5 separate regions of the Mus musculus genome follow, and regions 1, 2, 4 and 5 are each linked to region 3. The links are chromatin contacts, called in public HiChIP or PLAC-seq and promoter capture Hi-C maps. All regions are on one chromosome and are shown on one strand. The core of a region is the stretch at or near the end of the contact, and the rest is flanking DNA. Distances in the headings are between cores, read along the strand shown.

Region 1 (2,700 bases), core at 15-2,514, 1.2 Mb before region 3:
CCTGGCTTTACATTTAACTCTCTGCCAGAGATAGATACATAGATAGGTAGGTAGGTAGGTAGGTAGGTAGGTAGGTAGGTAGGTAGATAGATAGATAGAGCGAGCAAGAGACAGACAGAGACAGAGACAGACAGAGAGACAGAGAGCTAGGGAGAGCACTTTAAAGGCCAGTGAATGGAGGAGTATTTCACTGTCACAGGCCCGTAGGTAGCAAGTAGATGCTGCTGCTCTTACTCTCAGGATGCCCTCTGTTTGACAGGCAATCATTTCCACAAAGATTACCTCGCCCTGGGTAGCTTGACCCCAGCAACCAAGATGTATCATTCAACTAACCTTTACCCTTTGCCCCCTGCCTCTCCCCCAACTCAGAGCCTTTTCTGTTCCCAGAGGGTTCTTGACTCCACAGGCCCAGGTGGAGTCTCCTAAAGGGAAGTTTAGGGTTGCCCTACGCTTGTGGCTTGGGTATCATATTTAGGCAGAGGGTTTATTACCAACAGATTGATAAACTCCATCCTCAGAGTTCTTAGCGCCCCTACTTAGGGATAAGGCCCCCAAATTTGCATGTCAAGACTTCTTAGGGGATGCTAATGCTGTAGCCTGGAGCAAAAACAGCGCCTTTCACAAAAGAAGGGGCTGCCAAGCTCTTTGGGCTCCCCCTTTCTTTTCATGTCTTCCGGTCCCTTTCTCACTTGTGGAAATTTCCCTTTCGTGTGGCTGCCCCCTGCTTTTAGACCGCTTTTTAACAGTCCCACTCCGGTCCAGGTCCTGAATGTAGAGGAGGGCGGCCTCTCCCCAGCCTTGCGCAGCTTTATTCTCTCAGCTTGTACCACTTTTCCACGCAAGCGCTGCCGGTTGCTCGCGCTCTTGTCTGAATTGTTGACTCTCTCTTTGGACTGCTAGCATCGAGCATTAAGTGAACTCTTATTTTTCTTTTTTCTTTTTTCCAAGTTTGGGTAGGGGGATCCGGTTTCCTGTTCTCCTGTACTTAGCAGCCCTGGGGTAGCTCTCCAGAGGCTGTGTCAGAGCCAACCTCCCTCCCCACCCCTCGCGCGCCAAATCCAGCCTGGGGCGCAGGGCCATTCCGGGTGCCAGCTCTGCTCTCATATTCCATCTGGCTTCTGCTCCAAATAGTGGGGTTTCTCAGGGTGTAGAAAGCTCCCGTGTGGAGGCTTCAGGCGCCAGAGCCCGGAGGGGGGCGGTAGCAGCGTCAGGTGGCTGCTCCGCGTCCCCGAGCGCCACCCAGTCACTTCCTACTCGGCGCACAGTCTGGGCTAGAGCAGGAGCCCTCTTGCATCTCAGCCCCAGGACCCGAGTCCTCCGGAGCTGCTGGGGTTTCGGACAGCGGCAGCAGGAGAAGCTGAGATGTGACCTGCTCTCCCCAGAGATTGCCATTTCCCTCTCTGGTGCCTGCCTCGCGAACAACAGCCCGCACCAGCCAGCGAGCACTTGTCTGGATCTTCCTGGAGAAAGGAGCAGCCACTAGGCGCTCGCAAAGCCTGGACAGAACTTTGGCTGCCCTGGGTAGCTGTGAAACAGCTGAGTGAGAAGGGTGGGCTAGGAGACCAAGGGAGCAGAGAGCTAAGGAATGGGGTCTTAGCCTGGGCTAGGGGTGGGGAGAGGGAAGTCGAGTTGCTCCTCGCTCTCTCCCAGAGCCCGGGCGCGGGGCAGAGGGAGAAATGCTGAGCCCGCGTCCGGGCTCCTGCCTCCCCGGCAGCATCTTCAGCAGCAGCCTCAGCATCAGCACCGGCGGGACAGCGACAGCGGGGGCGGCGCAGGCGCACTGTGCCCGGCGGAGCCTGCAGTTCCCCAGCCCCGTGTGCGGCACCGCCACAGTCTGGGCAGCGGCGGCCGGGGGAGCGCTACTACCATGAACTGCTTGGTCCTCCTTCCCAGAGCTGCTCATCCGGGTCGGGCTGGAGACACACTCAGGGGACCCCGCCGCCGCCGCCGCGCCCCCTTTTCTTTCAGCACCATCTCCACTACCTTTTCCTCCTCTTCTTCCACCTTTTCTTCCTGCTTCCCCCCCTCCCCCGCCGCGGATCCTGGCCGCTGCTTTCCAGACCCAGGATGCCGGGGGGCAAGAGAGGGCTGGTGGCTCCGCAGAACACATTTTTGGAGAACATCGTCAGGCGCTCCAGTGGTAAGGAGAGTTGCAGTTCAGAACATTCCCTACCTTCATCCCGCCCACGGCGCCCCCGTCCTGCCCATCCCATCCCTCTTCTAAGGGGGGAGGGGGTGTAGGCAGTGGTACCTGGTGGCTTAGGGTGGGTGGGGGCCGGGAAGGAGGTGGTGGAGGGACTTAAGTTGCATCTGTTTCCTAAGAGAGATGTACCCCCTCCCACCTGTCCAGACCTTAGAGTAGGAGCTAGGAAAGGGGGTGGGTAGAGCGGAGGTCCATCAAAATAGCTTTGAATTTCACTTTGATGATGAATCGCTCCTTGTCCCATCGCTCCCCAAACAAGCTGCAAGCGCTGACCAAATTCTTAGAGCCAGTTTTTGGAGGAAGCTTTCCTTTTAAGTTGGGAATGACTGGGAAAGTGGCCACTTCATCAAATTTAAGTCACTAGGATGGCTTTTGGACCCACTGTGCACAACTGAAAGTACCCTGCCTTAGGGCGAGTAGTCGGAATTGAATCCTAAACAGTCAGTGCTTGGAAAATGGGAAGGCAGTTACTCGGATCAAATTTGGTTTAAAGTTTC
Region 2 (2,700 bases), core at 114-2,613, 1.7 Mb before region 3:
CATAGTCCTAAAATAAGAACCATCACTACCTGTGATATAAAGATCAGGGCATGGCAAAGACCAAAACCCCGGGGGGTCAGGTTACAAGCCCCCTAGGATGGCAAGCTCCCAACTCCAATTTCCCCCAGGAATTCCCTTTAGTAACTTCATAGATAAAGGTCCAGAAGGCAGTGGAAGCCAGCATCTCAGTGTTCAGGATATGAAAAGAGTATGTCAGTTCCCTAACCATTCTTAACCCACTGTAGGTCAGGACTCCTGGCTATGCCATGACACCAAGACCGATATTAATTAGAAACTGCAACTAATCAAACAATAATCTCTATCTCCAACTCTACTAGCTGTAAATGGGACCAACCTAAACTCACCTTGGGGGGATTTCCAGGGGAAGGATACCTTTTAACAGCACCAAGATATATCCCCTAGTTAGTTCCCCTTATTCAGATTCCTGTGGGTATACACAGCACGTTAATTTCACGAGTCCCAGCCGAATGTATTTCCAGGGACAATCTGGCTTGTTTGCATTATCGCTTAACCAAGTACGTATTTTCTGAATTGTTTACACTGGAAAACGCGGTCTCATGGTTGTTATACCACAGGTATTCATCTATAATGAAAAGAGGGTAGAGTCCACCTAAACTAGATTCAGGGCTTCTTGGTGTTCAAGGACAGAGCTCATTCCCCTATTGGTAGGGCCAGATGTCATGTCTCCACTACAGTTGGAACATCAGCCCTGTATCAAACTAAAGTTTAAAAGCAACATCAAAATAGGACAGATGAGACAGGACCTGACCATTATGGACTTCAATTCCCAGAGTTACCTGGGGCCGAGGCAAAACTACCTCCAGATTTTGTAATTGCGCTCCTGTCAACCTTGAGTCATAGCCATGCTGGAGTGAAGGCCGGATACTGCTCGTTCAAACCCGCCTGTATAGCTAGGCTTTGTGATCACGTGTGGTTATTTCAGATCCACGAAATCCTGCCTCAGCCCCACTCCTCTGGTCCGCGAAATAACTTTACACCCGAGTCCGAGGAAGCGGAAGAAGTGCTGGAAGAAACTGCAAAGCCACATCCGCATGAAAAGGCGGAATCGGTGACGATCTTGCCTTTTATTGGCCACACGTCCAGGAAGCTGGGTCCCAGGGACTTCCGTTAACCTGACCTAGAGGGAGGTGTTGTATGGCGTGGTCCGTAGACCGAGTTACGCATGCGCAGACCTTCTGCCCTCGTCCAATCGGAAGGTAGCAAGCAAAGGCGCGCGGCTCCCGCTTCAGAAGAGCCCGCTGGTTATGGTCCGGCCTCTGTGCTATGGACCAATCCGCTTCAGCTTCCTCTATATTTTTACCCAATCAGAGCCGGAGGGCGGAGTTCCAGCCGGCCGTGGGCAGAGCGTGCGTTTTCTCCAGCTCCAGTGTGGGGTTTGCTGCGGAGGTACTTTCTGCTGGGCAGGGCGGGCAGCTCTCTCGACCGGCGGCCACTGGGTGGCACGCGCGTGGAGAGCCCTGGGCGGGGAGCGCAGAAGGGGAGCGGGTGGTGTGAGAGGGAGCACGTGCATGCGCAGGGACCGCGTGGGTCTCTGTATGCCAGGATGTGGGGTCCATGCCACCCGAAGGTCTCTGCTTCAGTTTCGAGGAAGGGTGGGTAGGTCCCTGCTCGCTCTTGCCTGCCCTTCCTCTCACTCATCCCACACCCACCTCCTGGCTCCGGCCTTTTTCCACATCAAAAAGCAGATTTTTTCATTTGGTACGCGGAGCCAAGTCGTACAGTATGTGCTGTGATGCAGGCTACTAGGCTAAGTTCCTTACGTGTGTGGTGTCATCTAGGCCACACAGCTGTCCACCGAGCTAGGTGCTGGTCGGGTGTGGTGAAGCACACCGGGGATCCCAGTACTGACTGGGAGGGAGGTAGAGGCAAGAGGATCTCTTTGAGTTTCCAGCTAACCAGTGCTTCTTGGGAAAACTTTGTCATGCACACACACACACACACACACAAACCTAATTCACAACGAAAACCACCCAAGAGGCAGTGCTGGCAGCATCTTATTTTTGTGAAATGTCTCATTTAGGCTAACTCTGACAACTTAAATTGAGGGAATTCAGCTTCCACAAATGTAAAATTAAAGATAGTACAACTAGTAAAACGCTCCTGTTTTCTTTCCTAACTTGAAATTGTTTTAAAGCCGGGCAGTGGTGGCACACGCCTTTGATCCCAGCACTTGGGAGGCAGAGGCAGGCGGATTTCTGAGTTCGAGGCCAGCCTGGTCTACAGAGTGAGTTCCAGAACAGCCAGGGCTACACAGAGAAACCCTGTCTTGAAAAAACAAAAAAAGAAAAGGAAAGAAAAAAGAAATTATTTTAAAATCCTAAACAGTGTACCAGGAAACCAGTTAATTGGTTATTATCCAAGTAAGATGAACTGGTAGGAAGGCATCAGTCTAAAGGTCTACTTCCTAACTTTGCTTTGCAATCATCAGGTTGTTAAAAAGTGCATGGTCCGTGCCAAATTGCTTCTCAGTGTTGTGATAATTCAGTGAAGATGTGGACTTATAGTCTATGTTATTGGTATCAACCATACCTGTTTCTGCTTCTTGTTTAAAGACCACAAAATCATGCAGCCTAGTTAACAATGTAAGTGTGAGATACCTCTGTGTTGACTACTTACCCGCCTATCTTGGGGTCAGGACAGTACTATCTAGAGAGCAGA
Region 3 (2,700 bases), core at 51-2,550:
AACGAAATGATGGCGAATGGGAGATGAGTGAGCAACCACACACATGTCCATTTCTCTTGCATGCCTACTACTTATGAGATAGATACCCATCACTTTCCCGGGTATGGCAGGCTCACTACGCATGTGTATACACATAATCTACACATACATATACTTTTTTTGAAACAGGGTTTGTAACTTGATATCCTCCTGCCTCAGCCGCTCAAGTCCTGGGATTACTGACTTGAGCCTTTAAATCCAACAGCCACAGTTTTAAGGTTGGGAACAGGGCCACAATCCCACTACTGAGGGACTTGGGATATAAAAATGTCATCATAGCTTTTAACTCGAAACTGTGCATCCTCTGTACTGTATGCAAGCTGTGTTCTTGACTGAATAATGATAAGTTTGAAGGAAAAAATAATGAAATTTTGACCCTCAACACCTATTTTGTCCCCTCTCATCTCTCAAAATTGCCTTATTATTGTCTGTAATCACATGGTACATTCAGTGAATGAAGTCCCTACTGTGTGCCATGACTTTTGCTGAGGACTTTAGATGCTAAGTCTAAGACAAGTGTTGTGACTTATTTTACTCTGCACTCCTTTTGAGGTTCCACTAACAGGTCAAGCTACAGCTACATGTAACCAGTTTTCTTAGCGGTAACCCTAATTTCCAAAAACAGCAGCAAAGACTCCAAGATGCCAACAGCAGGCCAGCCTGAAGCCTTGCAACTCTTCCAGTCTTCGGTGTCAACCTTCCTTCTCTGCACGCCCCTTTCATTCACTCTCCATGGCAGCCAGGCAAGGTCTGTGGCTTCAGAGCCCCAGAACAGAGCCCAGTGGGGCCACCCACCAGGAAGAGGGCGTGCCAATCTGACCCAGAACTCCAGGAAAACCTTGAACTCACAGCGCCCCAATACTGGGCTCCCTAAAAACTGGCTGTGGGCCTGGAGGCAGTCCCCAAAGGGCTGCGAGGCCCAGCCCTGCTGCCTTCAAGCATCAAGTGTCCCCTCCAGTCGGGTGCTGCATCCCTCCTGAGAGGTCCTCGGATCCCCAACCCTATCCAGTCCTGTCAGCCATAGCAGGTGATGGGCACGGTAACAAGGGCGGGCTCCGGAGATGGGGTACCCGGTCGCTGCCCCCGCGAGCTGGGCACAAAGGCAGGCGCGCGCGGGAGGAGAACTTGCCACCCCGGATGCCTTGCCCCCGCCCCCGGGGAACCCCGCACTTACTGTCAGTCGCCATGGTCGCGTCGGGGGGTTGCAGGGCGGCCGCCCGCGGCTGGGGTACCCACGCCGCGCCCGGCCGCGCGCGTTCTCGACAGGCCCCGCGCGCTCGAGGGCCGCGACGCGCACAGACGCTCCCGCCGCGCGCCCCCGTCGCGCCGCCCCGAGCCCCGTGGTGGCTGCCAGCTGGGTCGCCCCCGCCAGCGTCCCCACACCCTAGCGGAGCCGACCGCCACCGAACCTGCCCTGCCCAGCCCGTAGCATCATCCCTCCCTAAGACAAAGCAGCTAGCAACCTGGCCCGCTCCTCTCCAGGTTTCTTGCCCGCTCTATTCTCCCGCTGAACAAACACTTGGTATCCTGCCTTGCTTTTTTCAATTCATCCGGGCCTGGTGCTTCTTTCCAGCAATGTCGACCCTGAGCCCTAGCTCAAAGGAGCAAAGCAGGGAGCAGGTGGGGGAGAGAGAAGCAAGGATCACACAGGTGCCTCCTGTGTGTGAGGACCAAGACTCCTCTCATCCTCTTGTTTTGTCTCCAAGGTGAAAATAGAGCCTTGTGTGTAGTAGGCTATCAGATCTCTATTAAGCGACTTAATGGAGGACTCTAACTGGAAACCTGCGTGAATTAATGAGTTAGTGAATAAATGGCCAATTAACTAATTAGATGTGAACAGGATGGGTGACTAACGAGTGGATAATTGCGAGCCAGACCACAGGCGGCTCCGATGACTTGTATTAAAGGACCAGCTCCACGAGAAAAGCAATCAGTATTGCCTCAAGGACCATCGCGGTTAAAAGGACTTTGAAATGAGTCCACCTGTGGGCGTTTGTTCGCAGTACATCTTGTTGAATGCTATAAACCAATTACTGAAAGATCCTTGCTATATTTAGGGACCAGTAGCAAATGAGAAACCACCACCACATGGGGAAGCATCAAGTGGCTCAAACTCAAAGCCTAAGCACGGGAAGGCATTGGGTTTTTGTTTTTCGTTGTTGTTTGTGCAGGCACGATGCCTTTGGTCGGCTTGAGGCCACTCATTTAACCCAAACAGTAAGGATGCCAGTGGGCGTCATCTCAGGCATCGCTGGGCACCAACAGAATTCAGGTGCAAAGCAGAATCAGAAACAGTTGCCGTCTGACCAGGTGGGCAAAGGAAAATACCGGAAAACAACAAAAGGGTCCTCTCTGATCAGTCCACAGGATGTAGGTGAGGGAGTCAGCACGATGAGGGTGAACCGCATCCACATTCTGCTGGCTGCGGCTTTCATTTTAATCTGTTTACGGCACATGTGATTCTCAAGCATAGACACCAGGTTCATGTTTTAGTTCTAACAACCCTCGGTGGTGATGGTAGGTCCCCAAACAAAGAGACACAAGAAGAGCATTAAAAACGCCTCAAGAACTGTGAACCTGTCTGAAGCTCGAAAATCTTCATCTTAAGCTATTTTGATCATCAAGGTAGAGAGGTGGGTTTGGCTCCAAGGGGCAGAACAT
Region 4 (2,736 bases), core at 97-2,596, 1.8 Mb before region 3:
CTAGGCCATAAAAACCGAATGCTCCTTCTCCCATGATGGCGTTTACTGGAACGGGAGCTGCGAGGAGGCCAGGTCTGCTTAACTGTGCCCCCACCCGAACATTCGAGCTCAGCCACAGAATTACCTCCAGCAAGAGCTTTGGGGGATGGAAACTTTTAGGGAAGCAGGTGGAGTTGCTTCAAATAAAACTTTTCAAACATTTGTTAAGTCCCACGGTTACTGAGAGCCTCCCCGGTTTGCCTCGAGCTACTACATGGTGCCTGTGCACAACCGCGCCTGCTGCCACTCCGTCCCGACGCTCCCTTCCACTAGGGGAGGGGAAAACAACTTTCGGAAATAAGGCGCGTCCACAAAGGCAAGTGTTACACTGGACTTCTCCACCTCCATCTCAGGCAGCGGCTCCTGTGGCCAGCAGCCCTGGATGCAATCCACGGGCCCCCTCCCACACTGGGCATCTTTTCAGACCTCAAGAGAGAGACCGTAAGGAGGACCAGGTGCTACCGTCAGACCCTAAAGGCAATTGTACAGACAACAAAGACCGCAAGCGATCAAAATGGAATTATAATCCCCGCGGTCCCAGCGCCCCCTCTCCGCCCGCCGAGACTCAGGGCCGCCGCGCCCGCCTCTTCTCTTCCAACGCAAGGGTCCCGCGTCCTGTCCACAGTGTGCGCCCCGGCTGCAGGTTCTCCGGTCCCCGGGGCTAGCCTCCCGCCGCCCGTGGTTTTGCAATCTCTGCGCCGCGGCTTCAGTGTTCTAACACCCGGTTCGAAATCTTTCCCGCCCAGGCGTGACGCGAGGAATGCAAACAATCAGCCGAGCGCGCCCGCCTGGACCGGGATAGGGGGACAGTGGGGAGTCCCGGGGCCGAGCTGGGTGCACCCGCGGGCCGGGCCCGGAGGTGACACAAAGAAGCCCGGGACACCAACGCCAATCGCTGGCGCTCGCCGCGATCCCCAGGGTGCCCCGCCCGCCGCTAAGTTTACAGCGCCCCGCGCGCCCCGCTGTCCCCTCCCGGGTGAAGTTTCCCACGGCCCAGCTGGGAGCCGGGCATCCAGAGACTCCCGTGGGCCCCCCGGGCTCCCCGCTGGGCTCTGGGGACTCCGCAGGGCTCGTGCCCGCCTCTTCCCCGCCCTCCCGCTCTCGCAGGGCGCTTTAGGGCGCGGAGCCCCCCGCGGCTGCGCTCACCGTTGTCTGCCCGGCCGGGAGGCGAGGGCCGGAGTTCGACCCGACCTACTCCGCGCCCCCCTCGCCTCGCTGCCTCGATGGCGCCCCTCGATCGCTCTCCCGCTCGCTCTTCCGTGCGGCCGAAGGCTTGCGGCGCAGCCGAGCGCGCTCCGCTCTGGACTGGAGGCTACAGACCACGCCCCGCGCCCTCCCGGCCCGCCCAGTCCCGCGCTCGCCGCCGCCCGGAGCAGCGCACTGGGGGCGGAGCCGCCTCCCTGCGGCCACCGCAACTTTCCCTCCGCCTTACAGACCCTTGCAGGTGGCGGGAGTGAGGAACTAACTCCGAACGCAGGTTCACGAGCCTCCGCCTCCGTGCCTACCCGCAGCTGGAGACAAAGGGGAGGCCGACTCTCCTAGAACACTTTTCAGGCGGGTTTCACTTCTTCACGGTGGGTGGATGCCTAGATCTACAAATCAGCGAGCCGACCGCGATCCGGTCCTTGAACCCAGGTGGAGCCTTAGAGAAACATGGACTTTTCATCGGCTTCTTAAGAGTGTCAGGAAGCCCAGACCTCGACCTCACCTACGGAGGTAAGATAAGGAGGTGCTTATTTAACAATGCAGATAAGTGACACCCCCCACCCTATTTCCCTGTCCCCCCCCCCCCCGCCCCGCGCGTGCCAGCCTGCAGGATGGGCTGAGGAGAGCCGCCTCAAACAACGACATTCAGGAGAAAGTGGGTCCCTGGGAATCTGTCCTGTAGGTGTCAGTTGGATTTTCCAGCAAATTACTCAATCCTGTGAACTCAGGATGACATCACCTGACTCCCACTCGCGTTTCGAGTCGCTGTTATAGTATTAAGACTCTTGAAGTCAGACACCAACGCATCACTTCACTGTTAAATCACAAAGAGGCAGTGGCCTGAGTTTCTATCGCAATCAAATTTAACTTCATGCAAGTCCCGCCTCATGCATATTGTGTAGCTGCAGAATCTTATCTGGATTGCTTAGTGCGCTACTGATGGCCCAAATTAAATGGTAAGGGTCGAAGATTAAAAGTTTGACGACAGTGGGTTCAGCTAATCCATGTTTCCGGGAAACGTAGGTTTTAATTCTATCCACACTCTCCTCTCTGCGAGTATTGAGGTGACACAAGTAAACTGTGAAAATACATGCTTTATTGTCTTTTTTCGCCGTACTATATCTGCATGGCATTTCTTGTATTCTAGGTTCACTCTGACCTTCCAAGTTCTTAGACTATTTGCTATGCATCCCGTAATGGCTTGGTGGGCGGAGCTCGAGGTGTGGTTCAGTGGGTAGCCTGCTTGCCTAGCTTTGATCCTCAGCACTTCATATAAACATGAAGTGATGGTGCCCACTTGTAATCCAACACTCAGGAGGTGGGGACAGGAGGATTGGGAAATCAAGGCTTGCCTCAGCCACATAGCAAGTCTGAGACCACGATGGGGTACAAAAGACTTTCTCAAAAAATATTTTTTCAAATATATATATTTCAAAATAAATATATAGAATTATATTATTTATCACATATTATATATGAATTATATGCTGT
Region 5 (2,700 bases), core at 23-2,522, 1.4 Mb before region 3:
ACCCAGGACCTTATGTTTGTAGAACAGGTACTCTTACATGACAAGCCCTCTTCCCATCCCTTGAGGTGCATTGTTTTTCTTATTCTATGACCTTTATACCCAGCCCAGCAACAAGTTGGCTGAGCTAACAGTCCCCGAAATGGGATTGTTGAAAGGCCACATATATAAAGACTCAGTATCGAATGAAATTGTTTTGATCACATCCTGAAATTTATTTCAAAATTCTTCCTACAGACAGCAAGTCCTTTTTTGGTAAGTGTTCTTTTCTGACAAGAATGGCTATTTTATAAGTCAATGGGAAATATCAAAGGCCAGGAATTGAAGCCATCCGTGCATGATGAAAATCTACTTTATGGACTTTGTTTTGACAATGGTTTGGCCTTTAGATTTGGAGAAAACGTCAAAAACTTATTAAAAACAGGATATGAGAGAGAAGAAAAGGGGGGTGGGGAATTTTTTTTCCCTAACAATGACATGAGATGTCACCTGCTGCCTTTGGAAGTTGACACGCACACATATAAAAAGCACAGCAAGTAAATGAATGTGCTTGCTTGTAATGCTTGCTTGTAGTGTGATGGCTCTGTCCGTTATGCAGAGTGGGGGAGAAAGCCTTAGAAAGTGCGGTAGGCTATTGCCTTTGGACAAACTTCTCACGAATAATTCCAAAGCTCCAGATGGATTCTGAAAATTCCAGGAGTTTGGCTGACTCCTGTTCATTCACTCTGGGACCCTGAGAGATGAGTGGGGACTTGCTGCCTCCCTCCCCACAGTGCTGCCAACCCACAGTGCTTTAGCATATTAGCCTGTCAGCCTGCCAGCCCGGGCCTCTGAATGAGGCAGGAGGAGCCCAAACTTGTCTCTTCCAATTCTGACAAGGGGAAAGATAACGAGACAGTCCATAAAGGCATTGTTGTGTGAGGAGGTTAACATAACATTTGGGTGTGCTGATCGTTCCAGGAAAAGTAGCCAACGGATCTTGGGTGTGATTTGGGATGTTCCGTGTGAGAGACACACAGAGCCCAGTTCTGAGGCGATTGTTTTGTCAAGCTCTACGTGCTCAGGGGGTCAGAGAGGAGAGTTTGTCCTGGTTCAGGGAAAGGGCACAGTCATGTTAAAAAGAATGCTCAAAAAAAATTCATTAGGGTCACCAAAGATTGAAAAGGAAAATTATGTCAAGGAAACACAGCCTTTATTGTTTACAGTGGTGCCCTTCCCGGGTCCTCGGAGTCAAATGACTTACTCAGCTAAGTATTTAGGACCCATCTGCAAAAGCTCAGAGACTCCTCAGTTAGGCACACATGTGTGCAATCTGCAGCAGGCTTGACCAAACTGACACCTTTCAAGGAAGTAAGACAAAACAAAGGAGAGATTGAGGCTGCAGACAGAACACCTTTCTGTTAGTTTCTTACAACACTTAGGGTGCATTGTTCCCAGGACTGGGAGATATGCCACAGCGGTACACAGCATACAAAATCTGATGGGAAGAAATGAAAACAAGCCAACTTGTAACAGGCCAAATCAAGAGAAACAGCAAGCTAATACTTTCCTCTTCCTTTGACTGGGGTGGGGTGCACTGAAGAAGCACAGTAGTATCTAGAAGGGTTGGGGACTGGAGCCAGGCTGGCCGCACTCTTGCCTGCAACGGACAAAGCCTAGACTTTGAGTCTCAGCTCTGTATAAAATCAGATGTGCTGATACCAGCAAGAGGTAGAGGCAAAAGGATCAAGGTTATCCTTAGACATATGTAGAGTTCAAGGCCAGCTTGGGCTACATGAGAATGTTCTGAAAACCCAAACAAACAAACAAACAAAAAAACAAAACAGTGGCTAGAAGGAACAGAGGCAAATGTCTTCCCAGCTGCAGGCAAGCCTGAGGGCAAACAGGCCAACAGGGATAGCCTGCAGAGCCGGAACTTTTGGTATGTTAGTTCATGGTGGTGCCACAGGAATCCAAGGAAGTAAGACTTGTGCCAACAGGCCCAAAGAACTTGGGGAGACAAGGTGCATCCATCTCTCAAACCAGGGGAGGGAACCACTCTGCTCTACTGTTCCTAGAAGTCTTTGCAAAAGGAGTCCCAGACTGAAGAATTTGTTTGCAGACTCTAGGAAGGAGGCAGAGAACACTGTGGCCAGAGCATCAACTCAGACCCTCTCTCTGCCACTCACCTCTCTAAACCTCATTTCTGTCTAGGAGAGTTTGAACAATTATGCACACACTGCAGAAGGTGCTTCAAGGATTAACTATGGGGAAGCCTGTGCCACGCCCAGGACCAGAGCATCACTACATAGATGCTAGCTATTATAATGAAGTATCTGACAGAGGAGCCAAAGACTGAGAACCTAAAAACGTCTCTGTAATTACGTGAGTCGTCACAAAACCAGTTAAAAAAACAAAACAAAACAATCTCACTTGGTCTTCTCAATTGGCTTTCATATGCTCAACATGATTGTAAACCAGAGAGCAGTTGCTAGGAGAGGCTGTCAAAAGGTAATCAAGCGATGAGCCCTGCCACTGTTCTTAAAATAAAGCTGAAATGAAACCGGAGGCTTTTGGGGTGACTCATTATCACAGGGGAAACAAAACAAAACAGAAACAAACAAACAAGCAAACAAACAACCGAAAAGCAGCTTTCCAAGCTCGGAGCGAGGCTAGGAAGTCATCAGATGAAGGCAGGGGCAGTCCCAGAGGCAAGGAAGGAAC

Evidence for each region. Promoter capture Hi-C pulls out the DNA fragments that hold promoters and counts their contacts. HiChIP or PLAC-seq counts read pairs in DNA pulled down with a chosen protein or histone mark.
Region 1: a promoter capture Hi-C map of hippocampal neurons shows a contact between it and region 3, with 5 times the contacts expected there. The contact joins the promoter of Kcnh5 here to the promoter of Syt16 in region 3. A contact is called at or near these places in 3 of 39 promoter capture datasets (the 3T3-L1 cell line, hippocampal neurons and liver), 3 of 115 datasets of contacts at active chromatin or transcription factors (astrocytes, embryonic forebrain and forebrain) and 1 of 9 other capture datasets (embryonic stem cells).
Region 2: a promoter capture Hi-C map of embryonic stem cells shows a contact between it and region 3, with 4 times the contacts expected there. The contact joins the promoter of Wdr89 here to the promoter of Syt16 in region 3. A contact is called at or near these places in 9 of 39 promoter capture datasets (the 3T3-L1 cell line, cranial neural crest, embryonic stem cells and 3 more) and 2 of 115 datasets of contacts at active chromatin or transcription factors (astrocytes and large pre-B cells).
Region 4: a promoter capture Hi-C map of cranial neural crest shows a contact between it and region 3. The contact joins the promoter of Syne2 here to the promoter of Syt16 in region 3. A contact is called at or near these places in 1 of 39 promoter capture datasets (cranial neural crest) and 2 of 115 datasets of contacts at active chromatin or transcription factors (astrocytes and stem cell-derived neural progenitor cells).
Region 5: an H3K4me3 HiChIP or PLAC-seq map of embryonic forebrain shows a contact between it and region 3, with 13 times the contacts expected there. The contact joins the enhancer-like site here to the promoter of Syt16 in region 3. A contact is called at or near these places in 9 of 39 promoter capture datasets (the 3T3-L1 cell line, cranial neural crest, embryonic stem cells and 3 more), 3 of 484 Hi-C or Micro-C datasets (all in embryonic stem cells) and 3 of 115 datasets of contacts at active chromatin or transcription factors (embryonic forebrain, embryonic stem cells and forebrain).

The regions. Positions count from the first base shown.
Region 1 is chr12:75,175,896-75,178,595 of GRCm38.p6, reverse strand. It overlaps Kcnh5 (potassium voltage-gated channel, subfamily H (eag-related), member 5), which reads left to right and starts at 1,264. Exons shown (of 11, transcript NM_172805.3): 1 at 1,264-2,140. The coding sequence starts at 2,068.
Region 2 is chr12:75,668,200-75,670,899 of GRCm38.p6, reverse strand. It overlaps Wdr89 (WD repeat domain 89), which reads left to right and starts at 1,363. Exons shown (of 2, transcript NM_028203.1): 1 at 1,363-1,428. It overlaps Gm34717 (a long non-coding RNA gene), which reads right to left and starts at 1,175. Exons shown (of 3, transcript XR_381697.2): 1 at 819-1,175.
Region 3 is chr12:73,996,377-73,999,076 of GRCm38.p6, reverse strand. It overlaps Syt16 (synaptotagmin XVI), which reads right to left and starts at 1,300. Exons shown (of 8, transcript NM_001364282.1): 1 at 1,214-1,300.
Region 4 is chr12:75,816,928-75,819,663 of GRCm38.p6, reverse strand. It overlaps Syne2 (spectrin repeat containing, nuclear envelope 2), which reads right to left and starts at 1,346. Exons shown (of 116, transcript NM_001005510.2): 1 at 1,186-1,346. It overlaps Gm40447 (collagen alpha-1(II) chain-like), which reads left to right and starts at 36. Exons shown (of 7, transcript XM_011244246.1): 1 at 36-167; 2 at 313-1,755. The coding sequence starts at 36. The coding sequence ends at 1,581.
Region 5 is chr12:75,395,448-75,398,147 of GRCm38.p6, reverse strand. All of the region lies in intron 4 of Rhoj (ras homolog family member J), which reads right to left. Among named protein-coding and RNA genes, the nearest start is that of Gm34613, 19 kb to the left of the region's middle. Within about 2 kb of position 1,272, at least 30 of the 459 cell types and tissues checked have an H3K27ac peak or open chromatin away from gene starts, as enhancers often do.